Regions from separate parts of the Danio rerio genome. Here region 2 is linked to region 1. The links are chromatin contacts, called in public Micro-C maps. All regions are on one chromosome and are shown on one strand. Each heading gives the region's core, a stretch centred on a gene start, on an enhancer-like site or on the middle of the called end of the contact. The rest is flanking DNA. Distances are from core to core; before and after follow the strand shown.

The links. Hi-C and Micro-C count contacts between places; a contact is called where the count stands out from the background.
Region 2: a contact with region 1 is called in a Micro-C map of caudal fin, with 9 times the contacts expected there. The contact joins two enhancer-like sites. A contact is called at or near these places in 3 of 18 Hi-C or Micro-C datasets (caudal fin, embryo and an unstated tissue) and 1 of 4 datasets of contacts at active chromatin or transcription factors (caudal fin).

What each region holds. Positions count from the first base shown.
Region 1 is chr2:5,278,273-5,285,613 of GRCz12tu, forward strand. dlg1b (discs large MAGUK scaffold protein 1b) reads right to left here. Exons shown (of 22, transcript NM_001012388.1): 3 at 1,920-2,036. Among named protein-coding and RNA genes, the nearest start is that of dlg1b, 24 kb to the right of the region's middle. Within about 2 kb of position 4,054, at least 8 of the 62 cell types and tissues checked have an H3K27ac peak or open chromatin away from gene starts, as enhancers often do.
Region 2 is chr2:5,432,373-5,439,713 of GRCz12tu, forward strand. No RefSeq gene overlaps it. Among named protein-coding and RNA genes, the nearest start is that of ptmab, 17 kb to the right of the region's middle. Within about 2 kb of position 4,674, at least 31 of the 62 cell types and tissues checked have an H3K27ac peak or open chromatin away from gene starts, as enhancers often do.

The sequences.
Region 1 (7,341 bases), core at 2,804-5,303:
ATCGACCTTCTGACACTTTTCCAAATTATCTATTATTATTATTTGTTGCTCTTACAATTGGCATCTATGACAAGACTTTTTTCATGCAGTAATGACGCTTTAATCAGAATCCCGAAGCTCCAATAACCACTGGCCATGCGCTGTGGAAGCAGAGAAGCTTCCAAGCATATCAGCATGCACCAAGACAACAAATGCAACACATCCACATTAGGGCTGCCCCCAAATAGTCGACTAAACTTTAGTCGATATGAAGAGGGCTTGGTCGAATACATTTTCATTAGTCGGTTAGTTGCAAAAAAAATTAAAAATCACGTGAAATTACGCAATCAAGGGCTGCGCAATCAGTGTATGACATCAGCAACGAGAGATCAACGCCTAACGCCTAAACGCCTCCACTGTATCCCTTCCACATCCACTCCATCAGAGCGCATCTTTTCAAAGGCCGGCTTCATTGTGAACACGTCGAGAAGCTCCCTTCTTCCCAGCAATGTGGACAAGCTGGTGTTCCTCTCACATAATATGAAAAAAATTAAATCGAATTGAAAGCTTAGGTAAGAATGCTTAATTTCCTTTTTGTAGTGTTTCTGTTTGCTATCCATTAGGCTATATATATAAAAAAAACGGGTATTTTATTTTTATATCGGGTAGGCTATACAAATAAATAAATACATATTATTTTTATTATATTTTATTTATTATAGAAGTTGTTTTTTATTCTGTTAGAAAAATTAGTCTGATGTTTTTAATTTGTTGTTTCAGGTCAAGACTCATCCGTCGTCTTAATGGCAGTTTGTGGCTTTGCTCTGATGTTTTTGATTTGTATTAGTGTTCTTTAAATTATTTGTTCCACATTTTGTCGTAAATATAGTTGCTCTAAACAATTCAATCATAATTAGGCTGTTAATTTGTTTGCTGCCTTCTTTTTTATTCTAAGTTTTGGCGTTGTGCGATGTGCATTTATTAAGTTGTTCATTTTTGTTAATTTTCCTTTTGAACAATATAAAAATTACATAAATTTTAATTTTCCACTGTATTTAAAAAAAATTTATTTTAAAAACAGTGTATTTTAAAAAAAAACTGCGTTTTTGCTACAGTATTTATTTATTTATTTATTTTTATTTTTTGCCTAGTTTTGTACTAGGCCTAAGTTGCTAATAAGTTTATTTGATTTATTTTGAAGAACAAATTTTTGTTTATTTTATTAAAAAATGTTTTTTTTTTTTGTTTGTTTGTTTGTTTCTAAATAAATTATTAAAATGCACAGGCAGTCTGATTGCTGTTTTTATGTCATAATTAGCCTATAACGTTCTGGTCACTGATTTTTGTGTGTAAGCACTGTATTTAAACGCTTTACTATTTCGTTTTAAGCGCTTAATTTTCGTTTTGAATGCGCTAATATCATGCTTTAGCATTTTCTGTCACGTGGAAGTGTTAAACTTCAACTTGGACTATATTCCTAGTATATACGCAAGTTATTATATTAATATCATAAATGAACGATTATTTGATTAATCGCTAAAATGCAGGAATGTTAGTCGACTAGGAATATCTTTAGTCGGGGGCAGCCCTAATCCACATATACGTATACGTCGACAAACAGCTGTTGCATTTCAAAACACAGGTCGCTCAATTTAACTAGAACCCACGTACGTAGATTCTAGCACATTCATGCGCCCATCGAAAACGAAATGTTGCATGAACACAAACAGGAATGACCAATTAGAGGTACTAAGCTGTACTTCTAGTGTCAGCATATGCATGGCTTCTCATGAAACGATAACAAGCTCCATGTGGCCACCACATGGAGATGACGGATACCAGACTGCACATGACGGACAGCCATATGACAAACAGAACTGGCAAGCCGCAGATCAGAAGCACATACAAAACGCTTGCCGAGTCGGACGGGTGGCTGTTACCTGGACGCTCACAGGGCTTTGAGGATACGGGTTGGAAAGAGGAGTAGAAGGAGACGGAGGACTCTCCTCCTTCACTACAGGCGATGGCCCGTCGAAGATGCATTCCAGCGATTCAACCTACAGAAGGGCATTCAACTCAGTGTATTACAATACAGGCTTGACTTGAATGTGTCTAGTTACATCATTGTTATCACGAGAACAGGATAAAGCCTAAGAATCAGCAAAACAGAGAGTCGTATGATAATGTTGATGGAACACAGATCATATATACGTAAGCATCTGAGTGGAAACTGAAAGACCATGATGCATATGACACAAATGTTAAACACATTAATATATGAAAAGCCTCTTGGGGTAATAGGTCATCCTCTAACCTGAACAGACCAGGGCGATGTCACTCCTACCTCAATGCATAAATACACAGCAGATGTTTACTGATTTTTCTGATGACTGCAATGACTTCTATAGAGCACAAGATGGCAACAGAACCCACTTCTGCAGCAGACTGAATTAATTCATCTCAAAGTGTCCATTCTTTTTAAATTGCTGTGTGCCAAGTATCTTTAGACAATTTTCTAATGACTTCGGATGGCATGTGTGAAAATGCACACACACCCCCAACACCTCTCTCTCTTTTTATAATTATATTTTAAGTGTACTGCTTTTACCTGCATATTCCTTTGTTGCATCAGATTTTACATACAAATAGCTTAAAATAAGAAATTAGTTGTTTTTTTTACTGAAAATAAACATAATAAAAATATTATTAAGGTTTAAAAATGTACTTTATTTGCAATTATATTAGTATAAATGAATATGTCTTAGAATATCTACAAAAACTACAAACATGTATTTAAATTAAAGCTGCGGCGGAAAATCTGAAACTAATCTGAGATTATTTAAATGTGTCGAAATTCTCTCTTGAATTTATTCCGAGCTTAGTTTTGGCCAGCAGATGCTCAATCTGCTCAGCTCCAATTCCTTATACACACTATTCAAACATATAATAATAATAATAATAATAATAATAATAATAATAATTAATAATCAATAGTTAGGAAGAGTTTTTTTATTACAAGAGTCTGCATAGTCAGATGTGTTTACATGTACAGTTGAAGTCAGAATTATTAGCCCCCCTTTGAATTTATTTTTCTTTTAAAAATATTTCCCAAATAATGTTTAACAGAGCAAAGAAATTTTCAGAGTATGTCTAATAATATTTTTTCTTCTGAAGAAAGTCTTTTTTTTTTTTGGCTAGAATAAAAGCAGTTTTTAATTTTTTAAACACCATTTTAAGGACAAAATTATTAGCCCCTTTAGGCTAATTATTTTTTTGATAGTCTACAGAACAAACCATCATTATACAATAACTTGCCTAATTAACCCAATTAAGCCTTTAAATGTCACTTTAAGCTGTATAGAAGTGTCTTGAAAAATATCTAGTCAAATATTATTTTCTGTCATCATGGCAAAGAGAAAATAGATCAGTTATTAGAGATGAGTTATTAAAACTATTATGTTTAGAAATGGGTTGAAAAGAGCCCCCTCTACTGTTAAAAAAACAGCCTAGAACACCCTCTGCTTTTAAAAACCAGCATAGAACACCCAGCCTAGAGCGCCCTTTGCTGTTAAAAACCAGCCTAGAGCACCCTCTGCTGTTAAAAACCAACATAGAGTGCCCTTTGCTGTTAAAAGCCAGCCTAGAGTGCCCTCTGCTGTTAAAAAACAGCATAGAGCGACAGCCTAGAGCACCCTCTGCTGTTAAAACCAGCATAGAGCGCCCTCTACTTTAAAATACTAGCTTAGAGCACAATCTGCTATTTAAAAAAATAAGCTAGAATAGAGATGAAAAAAGTAGCAGAATAGAGAAATTGATGCAGAATTGATTTTTTTGATTGTATTTTTTTTTTCACCACAGCTCTAATTTCAATTCTAATACATACAAAACAAGCATCTGTCATAAGGGCTATTGAGAGTCTCTAAGGAGATGCCGAGGTGACTCTCAGCTTGGGCCAAATCTCTAATGTAGGGGAGTGTCTGAGATTGATGGCAGGTTGTGAGGGAGAGTGGGGGAATAAAAAGGAGCCGGCTTAAGTGTGAGCAGTGAAGGTTATGAGAGACGGCAGGTGATATTTCTCATCTGTGGTTTGTTGTGTGCAGCTTCTGGCTCAGGCTCTGATCAGGGCGGAGGGGGGAAGCTTTGGGCTCATAAATCTAAAGGGAGAAGGAAGCACTGGAGCGCAACAGGACCAGAGCGAGAGCTTGTAAATGTTCAACCATACACACTACTACCTCCTGCCCGGACAGGATATTCACCTTCTCTGAACATAGTCAGAATGCTGCCTCAGTGACGAGACAAGAACTAAACATGGATCCCTATGGCCAGGTTGAATACTTCATGCAGTTCCATTAAGAAGGGTAGTCATTGTACAGCAACTGGATTTGACACCTGTGCCTCAAAGAATACAACCAAATCACTAAAGAAAAAATGCAGAGCTGCAGTTAATCCAGTAGTGGATGACAGGCATCCCGTTGGCCTTGAGTACAATGATTACCCTTATCAATAGAACTGCATGAAGTAATTAGCAAGATTATCCTGCTGAAACACAATAACCTAAACTTCCTAAATAGACAAATGTTTGCCAAAATGGACAGTTACTTCAAAGATTACAAGTCTTTTATAAATATAAGGTTTCCACTTCCTCCCCATAACAAGGCTAGCCTACCTCCATGTTTGAGCATGGGGGTGATGATGTTCTTCTGCTAATAATTCTTGTCTTTTTTCTACCCAAAGGCATACCCCGACCAATCACACCGTAAAACCTTCTTCCAGAACTTGTCAGATCCATCCAAATGAATGTTTGAATACTGAAGCTGGCCTTCTTTATTGTTAAGAGTGCTGTTCAACAAGGTGTCCTGACATGTCCGAGATGTGATCAAATGTTTTTCCTCCTTTCATCAGGTCATTTCATAAGACTTTTTTTTTCATCTGCTCTGATTAACAGTTTTCTTCTTCTTCAGCATTTTCAAAGGTTTTGTGGTACAACACATTTCAAAATGATCACTAAAGCTGCCAGCCGGGTGTTTAGAAACCTTTAGTGTCTTCTTGAAGCTATGGACTTTGTGATTGTGATGTACAAAACAATCTTCACAAAAGCTTGTGAGATATTTTAGCCATATTTGCTTCTTTACTTTATCACAAGCATGGGGTACTTTCATTTATGTGTAACTGCTAAAGCTGACTAGGTCTTATTAGAGGGTTTCCAAAAGCGTCGCTGTCTTCTAACACAATATTCATCCCCACCATAGAAATAAGTGAAAAAGACTGCCATGTTTAGTAGTAGATGAATAAGCTGAAATAGGAAGAATTACAAAACCCTGAAATATTATAGTATTATACAGTGATATGACTATTTAATATGCTGTTAAATTGTTATCTATACAATAAATAGGGATTTTTATTCCTAATTTACATATTGTGGGGCTGGGGGGGGGGGGACTGGGGGATAGGGGATTAGTTACCTTCAATGAACAGGACAGTAAAGATTGCAGACATGAAATTGTGAGAGAGTGAGAGAGGGAAAGGACCTTAAGCCAGGAATCAAACTTAGGTCACTATAAAAACTTCAGTGTTATGCGTCAATGCTCTACCACTCAATGCTCTACCACTCAATGCTCTACCACTCAATGCTCTACCACTCAATGCTCTACCACTCAATGCTCTACCACTCAATGCTCTACCACTCAATGCTCTACCACTCAATGCTCTACCACTCAATGCTCTACCACTCAATGCTCTACCACTCAATGCTCTACCACTCAATGCTCTACCACTCAATGCTCTACCACTCAATGCTCTACCACTCAATGCTCTACCACTTATTCTTGGCCAGGTTGTCGGGGCAGCAGTATCAGGACAGAACCCCATACTTCCCTCTCCCCACTTCCTCCAGCTCCTCAGAAGGGATTCCCAGGCTTGCCAAGAAACAATGTCCCTCCAGCCTGTCCTGGGGCTTTCTCCCAGTGGGAAAAGCCTGGAACACTTCCCAAGTTAGGCATAAAGGAGGCATCCAGAACAGTTGCCCGAGCCACCTCAGGTCTCTTCTCTCGATATGGAGGAACAGCGCCTCTACTCTAAATTCCTCCCAGGTGACAGAGCTCCTCACCCTATCTATCTTGCCACCCTGAAGAGGAAACTCCTGGTGGGACATGTCTGGAACACCACCCTAGTTAGGCATCCAAAACAGTTGTCCGAGCCACCTCAGCAGGCTTTTCTTGATGTGGAGAAGCAGTGGCTCTACTCTGAGTTCCTTCCGGGTGACAGAGCTCCTTACCCTATCTACCTTGACAACCTGCAGAGGAAACTCATGGTGGGACATGCCTGGAATACCGTCCTAGTTAGGCATCCAGAACAGTTGCCCGAGCCACCTCAGCAAGCTTCTCTTGATATGGAGAAGCAGTGGCTCTACTCTGAGCTCTTCCAAGGTGACAGAGCTCCTCACCCTATCTACCTTGCCACCCTGCAGAGCCGGTGGGACATGTCTGGAACACCTCCCTAGTTAGGCATCCAGGAGGCATCCAAAACAGTTGCCTGAGCCACCTCAGCAGGCTTCTCTCGTTGTGAAAAGCAGCGGCTCTACTCTTGAGAGCCTCGCGGGTGACAGAACTCCTCACCCTATCTACTCTGCCACCTTGTGAAGCAAACTCATTTTGCCCAAATTTATCTTGAAAAATAGAAATATTCTGCAATTTTTTAGTACAAGTAGCCTTTAGCATTGTGTATAAATCTGTCATTATATTTTGTCCTATACAGTGATCAAAATCTAGCACTAGCATACTCGCTTTACTGTAAGTGGAGACATGGCTAATGGCATTCCCACTGAACCAAGTGCACTGGTGGATTAAGAAAAAATCAAAACTAAATAGACACAGTCTATTTATCTAGCGCAGGGGTGGCGAACCTGTTTGGCATGATGAGCCAAAAAAAAAACTTTATCACTGCAAAGAGCCACACAACAGATGTGCAAACAACAGTATATCTGTCACAATAACTTATACACCTAATTATATAACGCAATAGTTTTCATGGATTTAAATTAGCCTACCTCATTTTACTTGACTCAGTGAGACACCTGACATTCCTTGGTTTCCACAATCTTTTTCAGGTCTGGCTCGTATTCAGTTGTGGCTACTCGTAGAAACTCTTTCACATGTGTGTCAGTAAGAACAGAGCGATGCTTTGATTTCACTAGTTTCAGTGTAAAATCCCATTCAGATAAAAATGTTCTGCCCTCATCTTCGTATTTACGCTTAGCTGTACGCTTTCCTGACTCTGCCATGACGATTGATATTAACGAACTGCACGTCACTCGTGTTGCGCCCCAATCAAACGGGGCTTCAGTGTCAACCCTTGACTGAAGGC
Region 2 (7,341 bases), core at 3,424-5,923, 150 kb after region 1:
GTTGTAAATCTTAAGTTTGTTAATTATCTAAAACAGGTAAAGCAGTTCTTTGAAGCAGAAAAGATTGAAATAATTCTGGATAAGAAACACTATAGTTACTGAAGAAGAGACCAAGATCATAGCAGAGCATAACTAACTATAAGCACTCGAGGCTAGTGGTGTCCTGTGAGGGACTAGTGATGTGCTGTGGCCATAGATTTGCTGAGGTCATTCAAAGCAAGTCCACTTAACCCTTGTGTGTTGTTGGGGATGTTTTCATGGGGTGATTTGTGGGCTTAATTTGGCCACATCTATAACTGTGTTTCAGCGAATGGAATGATTATATCTTATTTTGACACATATTTTCGGTAAATGCTTTGAAAATTTTCATAAACTCAGCAATACACTCAAATGTACTACACTTTCATTATGTTCAGGGCTGTTTTTGCCCCATTGATGTCCAATGTAACTATATATTTTGATTGCAAAGCCATGACACTATATAATCATGCAGTCTAGATCAGCGCTGGTTTTCCCTGGTGGGAAGAGGTCAAATTTTTACAGTTTATACTGATTATTTTGCTGTTTATATGCATGATTATATGCTTGCTTTGCATTCGAAAAATGTAATTATAATAAAAGTCAATGGGGCAAAAACATCCCCCAACATAATGAAAGGGTAGTCAGTTTGAACAATACTCTAACTTTCTACATAAAAGCAAGGGTGAATATAATGATTTGCTAGCTTGGCTTTCTGATTGTACCTGCCGAGTCACTGAAATATCCCAAACACTAATCCACACGCTGCATGGAACAAGCAAACACACACACACACACACACACACAAATGTCCAAGTAGTGTTGAACTACATGCCAGAACTGAGATCTGCTTACTAAACTAACTTTGATATAATATTGATAATTTTTTCAAATCTTAGCTTCCACCTGCAGGAGATCATACAGCTTGATCTGACAGGAGGATATGACAAAAGAACTGGGACGGAAAAGCAGAAGACACAGACACAGGATAGTAAGCCGATTAACAGCCAAGCTCGGAATAGGATCAGTGCGGGTGTCACACGCACAGACGACACACACTCGAGAGACATGAGATCACACACACATACACACACACACACACACACACACACACACACACACACACACAGCACCTGGAATCCTCCCAGAATCTAATATTAGAAAGCAAAAGTCATCGCCTGTGGTTCAGAGGTGGGAAGAGAAGACGTCATCCACTGTGATCCACACAGAGAGCTCCATGCTGGAACATACGGCTATGAACACGGTAGAGTAGGGTATATTCCAGGCCACAATCGCCAGTGTGGGGTGTTAAAACTCAACTCAACTCACTTTATTTTTATATCACGTTTACAAATCACAATGATTACCAAAGTGCTGTACATAAAACACATAAAACGCATGTAAAATATACATAAAACCAAAAAACATAAACTCACATCACATGATTAGGAGCTAAAGAGAAATAAGTGTGTTTTCAGTGACCTCTGAAAAGACTCAAAAGTTTGAGCTGTTCTTACAGAGAGTGAGAGATCGTTCCAGAGTCTTGGAGCTGCTACCGAGAAAGCTCTATCACATTTTAAGCGTGATCTAGGAACTTGCAAATAGAGACGATCCATAGAGCGACGAGATCTCACAGGTTGGTGCAGAATAATTAGCTCAGAAATATACTCAGGGGCCAGGCCATGGAGGGATTATAATGTTAGGACTGCGTTGTTTGTGTCTTTGATTTTGATTCCAGATTGGGGGCGTGCCTTCAGCGCACCTGATGCTGGTCAGCGCCCTTATTTAAACCCCGGCAGAGAGTTTGTCGGGGCCGCTGTCCATTCACCTGGCAGTTGGCCAGAGCCGCGCTCCTATTTGGCCTTTATGCTTTGTTTCGGATCCATACACTATCACTGACAACATTTACAGAATCCATACATTTGCATTTCACACTGATTGAACATACTGATACTGATATTTTGATTATATAATTTAAATTGAGCTAAATAAATATTCTTTTTGATTATACTTCTCCTTGTCGTCTCCCTTATTATGTTACATCCTTGAGCCAGGTGTAACAATAAACATACAACAGAACTTTGTACTGAATTCTAAACTGGATTGGCAGCCAGTGTGGAGAAACAAGTACAGGTGTAATGTGTTCTCGTTTTTTTTTTGTGCCTGTTAAAAGCCTGGCAGCTGTGTTCTGGACTAGCTGCAGTCACGAGAGAGAGGCCTGACTAACACCCAGATACAATGTGTTGCAATAGTCCAGACGAGAAGAAATAAAAGCATGAACAACTTTCTCCAAATCACTGAAAGAGAGGACAGACTTCAGCTTGGCAATATATCTAAAATAGAAAAAACTATTTTTGACAACCGCATTTATTTGCCGATCAAATTTTAGCTCAGAGTCAAAGATGACACCAAGACTCTTTACCGAGGAATGTATTTTCCCAGAAAACAATGACAGATTGCCATTAGAATCTGAACCTTTTTGGCCAAAAACAATGAATTTGCACTTGTCTTCATTCAGTTGGAGAAAGTTATTTGCCAACCAACACGTCACATCAGCCAAACAATTAAGCAAAGCCTGAAGGGAGGATTGATCCCTAGATTTTATTGGGAAGTAGATTTGAGAGTCATCAGCATATACACTGCAAAAAATGCTTTTCTTGCTTAGATTTGTTGTCTTGTTTCTAGTCTAAATATCTAAAATTTCTTATATCAAGAAGCATTTTTTAGACAAGCAAAACATATTGCCTTGTTTTGAGAAATATTATGCCAATATTAAGTCAGTTTTTCCTTAAAACAAGCAAAATAATCTGCCAATGGGGTAAGCAAATTAATCTTGTTTTTTCTTTTGACGTAAGATTATTTTGCTTACCCCATTGGCAGATTATTTTGCTTGTTTTAAGGAAAAAACTGACTTAATATTGGCATAATATTTTTCATAGCAAGGCAATATGTTTTGCTTGTTTAGAAAATTCTTCTTGATTTAGGAACTTTTAGATATTTGGACTAGAAACAAGACAACAAATCTAAGTAAGAAAAGCATTTTTTTGCAGTGTAGATGGTAATTTATGCCATGCTTTTCAAAAGATTTTCCTAACGGAAGTAAGTGAAGGGAAAACAAAACAGGACCCAGTATTGAGTCTTGCGGAACCCCCCACATTAATTGCATGACAGGTGAACTGGCTCAAAATTTTAACAAGAGACAATGCTGACCAGATAAATCGAAAAGAGGAACGATTTATTAACAAAATACATAATCAACAACAGTTTTAAAGCAATCAAAGCCAGTATAAATGAAGGTCAGTAGTGAAAAATGTGTGTTGAACTGTGCTCATGATTTAAAACCAACTAAAATAATCAAAACGCCAGGCAGGGGGGTCCGGCTAATCGAGTTCTTCCCTCATGCCAAATGTTGGACTCTTTATAGGCACCACATCCCACATAGCAAACGGACTTGGGCCAAATGTGGCCTCATTATGGCACTGCTGGCTTGTTGCCGGCACTGGCATGCATAATGTGAGCCAAATGTGGGCCATGCATGGCAATGATGGCACTGCATGCATGATAGCAAACTACATTTGGGCCAGTTGTGCATGGGAGGTGTGTGGCCCAGATCAGTGTAGCGATTGTTTAGGTAACATTATGCTGGGTTATGGCTCAGTTTTTGGGGTTTCTGCCCAGGTAGCAAAGAATTCTGGCCCAGATTTATTATAAAGCTGACAAAGCAGGCATTGATCCGGCACTGGCATACAGTATGTGAGCCAAACATGGCCTGGGTTTGGCAGAGGTGGCACCGCCTTTAATGCGACACACAACACTTTAGCCAGATATCAAATGTAGTATTTGGCCCAGATGCTAATAATGGATGTGTGGGCCATGTAAATTTGGCCTATCTTGACACATTTTTATTATTTTTGGATAAAGGCAAACAAATTCTACCAATCAGGTCTGGCCCAATCTGGCCCATTTCAGGCTCAGTTAACTTGGCTGAGACTTGACCCAGATATGGTCCATGTTTGGTTCTTGTCTTGGCTCGCTGGGGCACTTCAGATCATTTTGGAAGGGCACTTTCAAGACTAAAAAGGGCAATGTGTGAGCCCTATGTGCGCACGTGCCAGCATATATGCAATAATAAAATTGCCGTGCCAATATCGCTGCAATATCACTTCTGATTAGACCTTAACTGCATTTTGTACTGGTGCATGTGTAATGACAATAGAGTTTCAATCTAATCTATTCTAAACAGCTTTCCATAACAAACCCTCAACGAATTTACATAGCACTCTTAATAACCTAAGTATAGTTTGACATATGTTTTTATTTTGATATATAATTATATATATATATATTATTTTGGTTTCTTTAAATATTTGCTTTTCTTTTTTCCTTATACTTTGTAACATTTATGTTACTAGATGTACAGTGAATATGTATCATTTGTATTAGGGTCAAATAATATTAGCACAAATTAATATTTTATATATTCCCTGTTACTAAATTTAATAAAAATAATAAATAAATAAATAAATAAATAAATAAATAAATAAATAAATAAATAAATAAATAAATAAATAAATAAATAAATAAAAAGCTCAACGTAAAATGACGCTGTGAGGGCTGTGCAAGTGCGTCACCTAGTGGACAGAGAATGGCATGTCCACACTAGACAGCCACCAAAAATATATCTGACCGCCACTTTACGTAAATACACCATACATTTATGTGTCATATGTATGCAAAATTAAATCAAAACAGCATAATTACTTATACATATATATGTACCACTGTTATTCGAAGTGTAAAATGGTTGATGTGTTCACGAATCCTTATTATTTCATCTGAACGCGTCGATAATACACAGAGACAGCTTACATCTCACCTTCATCCCAAAGCTATCGTGTTTCACAATGACACTCATTATGATTATTCTCTCCTGAATGGACAAGCACGACAGTTTTGCCTTCAGGGACAATTAACAGCGTCCCTTGCCGTTTGCTTTTACCGCCGATTGGCGTCTCCAAACACAAGATGCCCCTTGACTATACGTAACCAAGCAAAGGCTGCTTCCCTTCAGAAAAGGTCGGTAACAAAAGACGTGCTGATGTGCATGTGTGATGGGGGTGGAGGCGATGGAGGTGGTGGGGGAGGAAAGTAATGATAGTAGTAGTTGTAGTGGTATTGGTGGGATGGGGAGGGATTTCTCCATCCTCCCCCAATCCCCAATTGAATGCATTAACGGGTACAGCTGGTCATGGTTCTGTTTTTAAAAAGAAACTGGCCACCTGCATTTGTATAGAGTTTGGAGACAAAGGCTTTGGAAGTTACCGTGGCTGGAATGTAAAGTTTGATTAACAATTGTTGGATGAAGCTTAGAAGATGGGATAACAAAATATCTCTCATTTTCCTTCGGTTTAGTCCCTTTATTCAACAGGGGTCGCCACAGCGGAATGAACCACCACAAAATATCAATGCAGTTCTCATTTTAAATTACTAGTAATTATATTAATTACACATATTTTTATATATTAGTATTTATTTTAGTAGTTACTCATTCAGTGGTTTGTTTTTGCCATTGACTTCTATGGCTATCTGTCATTGAGATATCAACTAAGGGATAGTTCACAACAAAAGTTAAATTCTGTAATCATTTAGTCGCCGTTCATTTTGTTTCAAACCATTATGAGTTTCTTCCTCCTGTTGAACACAAAAGAGGATACTTTTAAAGAAAAATTTAAACCTGTAACCATTGACTTCCATAGTAGGAAATACAACTACTATGGAAGTCCATGGCTACAGGTTTTCAGCTTTCCTCAGCATATCTATAGGAATGACAACATGATGAACTAGCAAAAATAAAAGTCTCAACTTTTAAATTTTTTGTGTAAAAAGCATTAAAAAGCCTTGTTTTTCCATATAGGCCTAGTAGCGATATAACAAATTCCTGTGGTGTCAGTACTTAAAACTAGGAACTAAACAACGTCAACATTACTATACACTACTGTACATTAATGCTCAATATTTACTCACTCTCAAAGTGGTTCCACTTTATCTGTTAAACACAGAAGATATTCTAAGGAAAACTGAAAACCTGTAACCATTGAGTTCTATAGTAGAAAATACAGCTGCTAAGGAAGTTAAGTGGTACAGGTTTTCAGCTTTCCTCAACGTATCTTATGGGATTATATGATAAACTAACAAAACCTTTTAATGTTTTAAGTAAAACACACAAAAAAATGTTTTTCCACAGGCCTTGTTTCTATATAATAGATTCCTGTGGTGTCTGTACTTAAAACTAGGAACTAAACAACATCAACATTACTGTATACACTACTGTACACTCATCGGCCACTTTATTAGGTACAACTGCTTGTTAACGCAAATTTCTAATCAGCCAATCAAATGGCAGTAACTCGATGGGGAAGAAAGGTGATTTAAGTGACTTTGAATGTGGCATGATTGTGCTGATTCACTGGGATTTTTACGCACAACCATCTCTAGAGTTTACAGAGAATGGTCTGACAAAGAGAAACTATCCAGTGAGCGGCAGTTCTGTGGGCGCAAATGTTTTGTTGATGCTGGAGGTCAGAGGAGAACGGCCAGGGCTGCGTTTCCCAAAAGCATCGTAAGCCTAAGAAGTTCGTAGAAATGATCGTACGACTGATCTTAATATTACGGTCTGTTTCCCAAAAGCATCGTAACTTAAGTAGCACTTGAAAATCTTCGTGGATCTACGAGTGCTCTGGAGTAATCGTAAAGCCTTAAGTGCATCGTAAGGAGACAGAGTTATGAGGGCACCTGCTGGACAACCGGCAAATTGCACCTACAATTTACTTCTCTTTAAAGTCATTATTCATTTTATTTGTACGTATATCTCTATTCATTTATATTTTCTACACATTACACAATTCAATATACAAATAATAATAATTAATAATTAGGCTAAACTTTTCAAAAATAAATGTAAGAGCTTATTTATTTATTTATTTACTTATTTATTTATTTTGATGTGAGATAAGCAATTTTTGATAAAGAAATTGATAAATAATTCTACTTAATTAAGGTTTCATATAAATATCGAAAATGATGCTGATGTCATTTCCGGCAAGGACTGTTAGAATTAGTTTTATGCGAGATTGGAGCAAGACAGTGTTTTTACAGTACGACATTTCCAGTTAATTTATGTTTTTAAACTGGCTCAAAAATATTTTTTTTTTATGTTATTCGAGTTGAATATACATTCACACAAGTAGAAGAAGAATTATATGGATTGCTATAACATGTGCAACAATAACGAGCCATTCTATAGCGTGACATTTCAGCACTTAA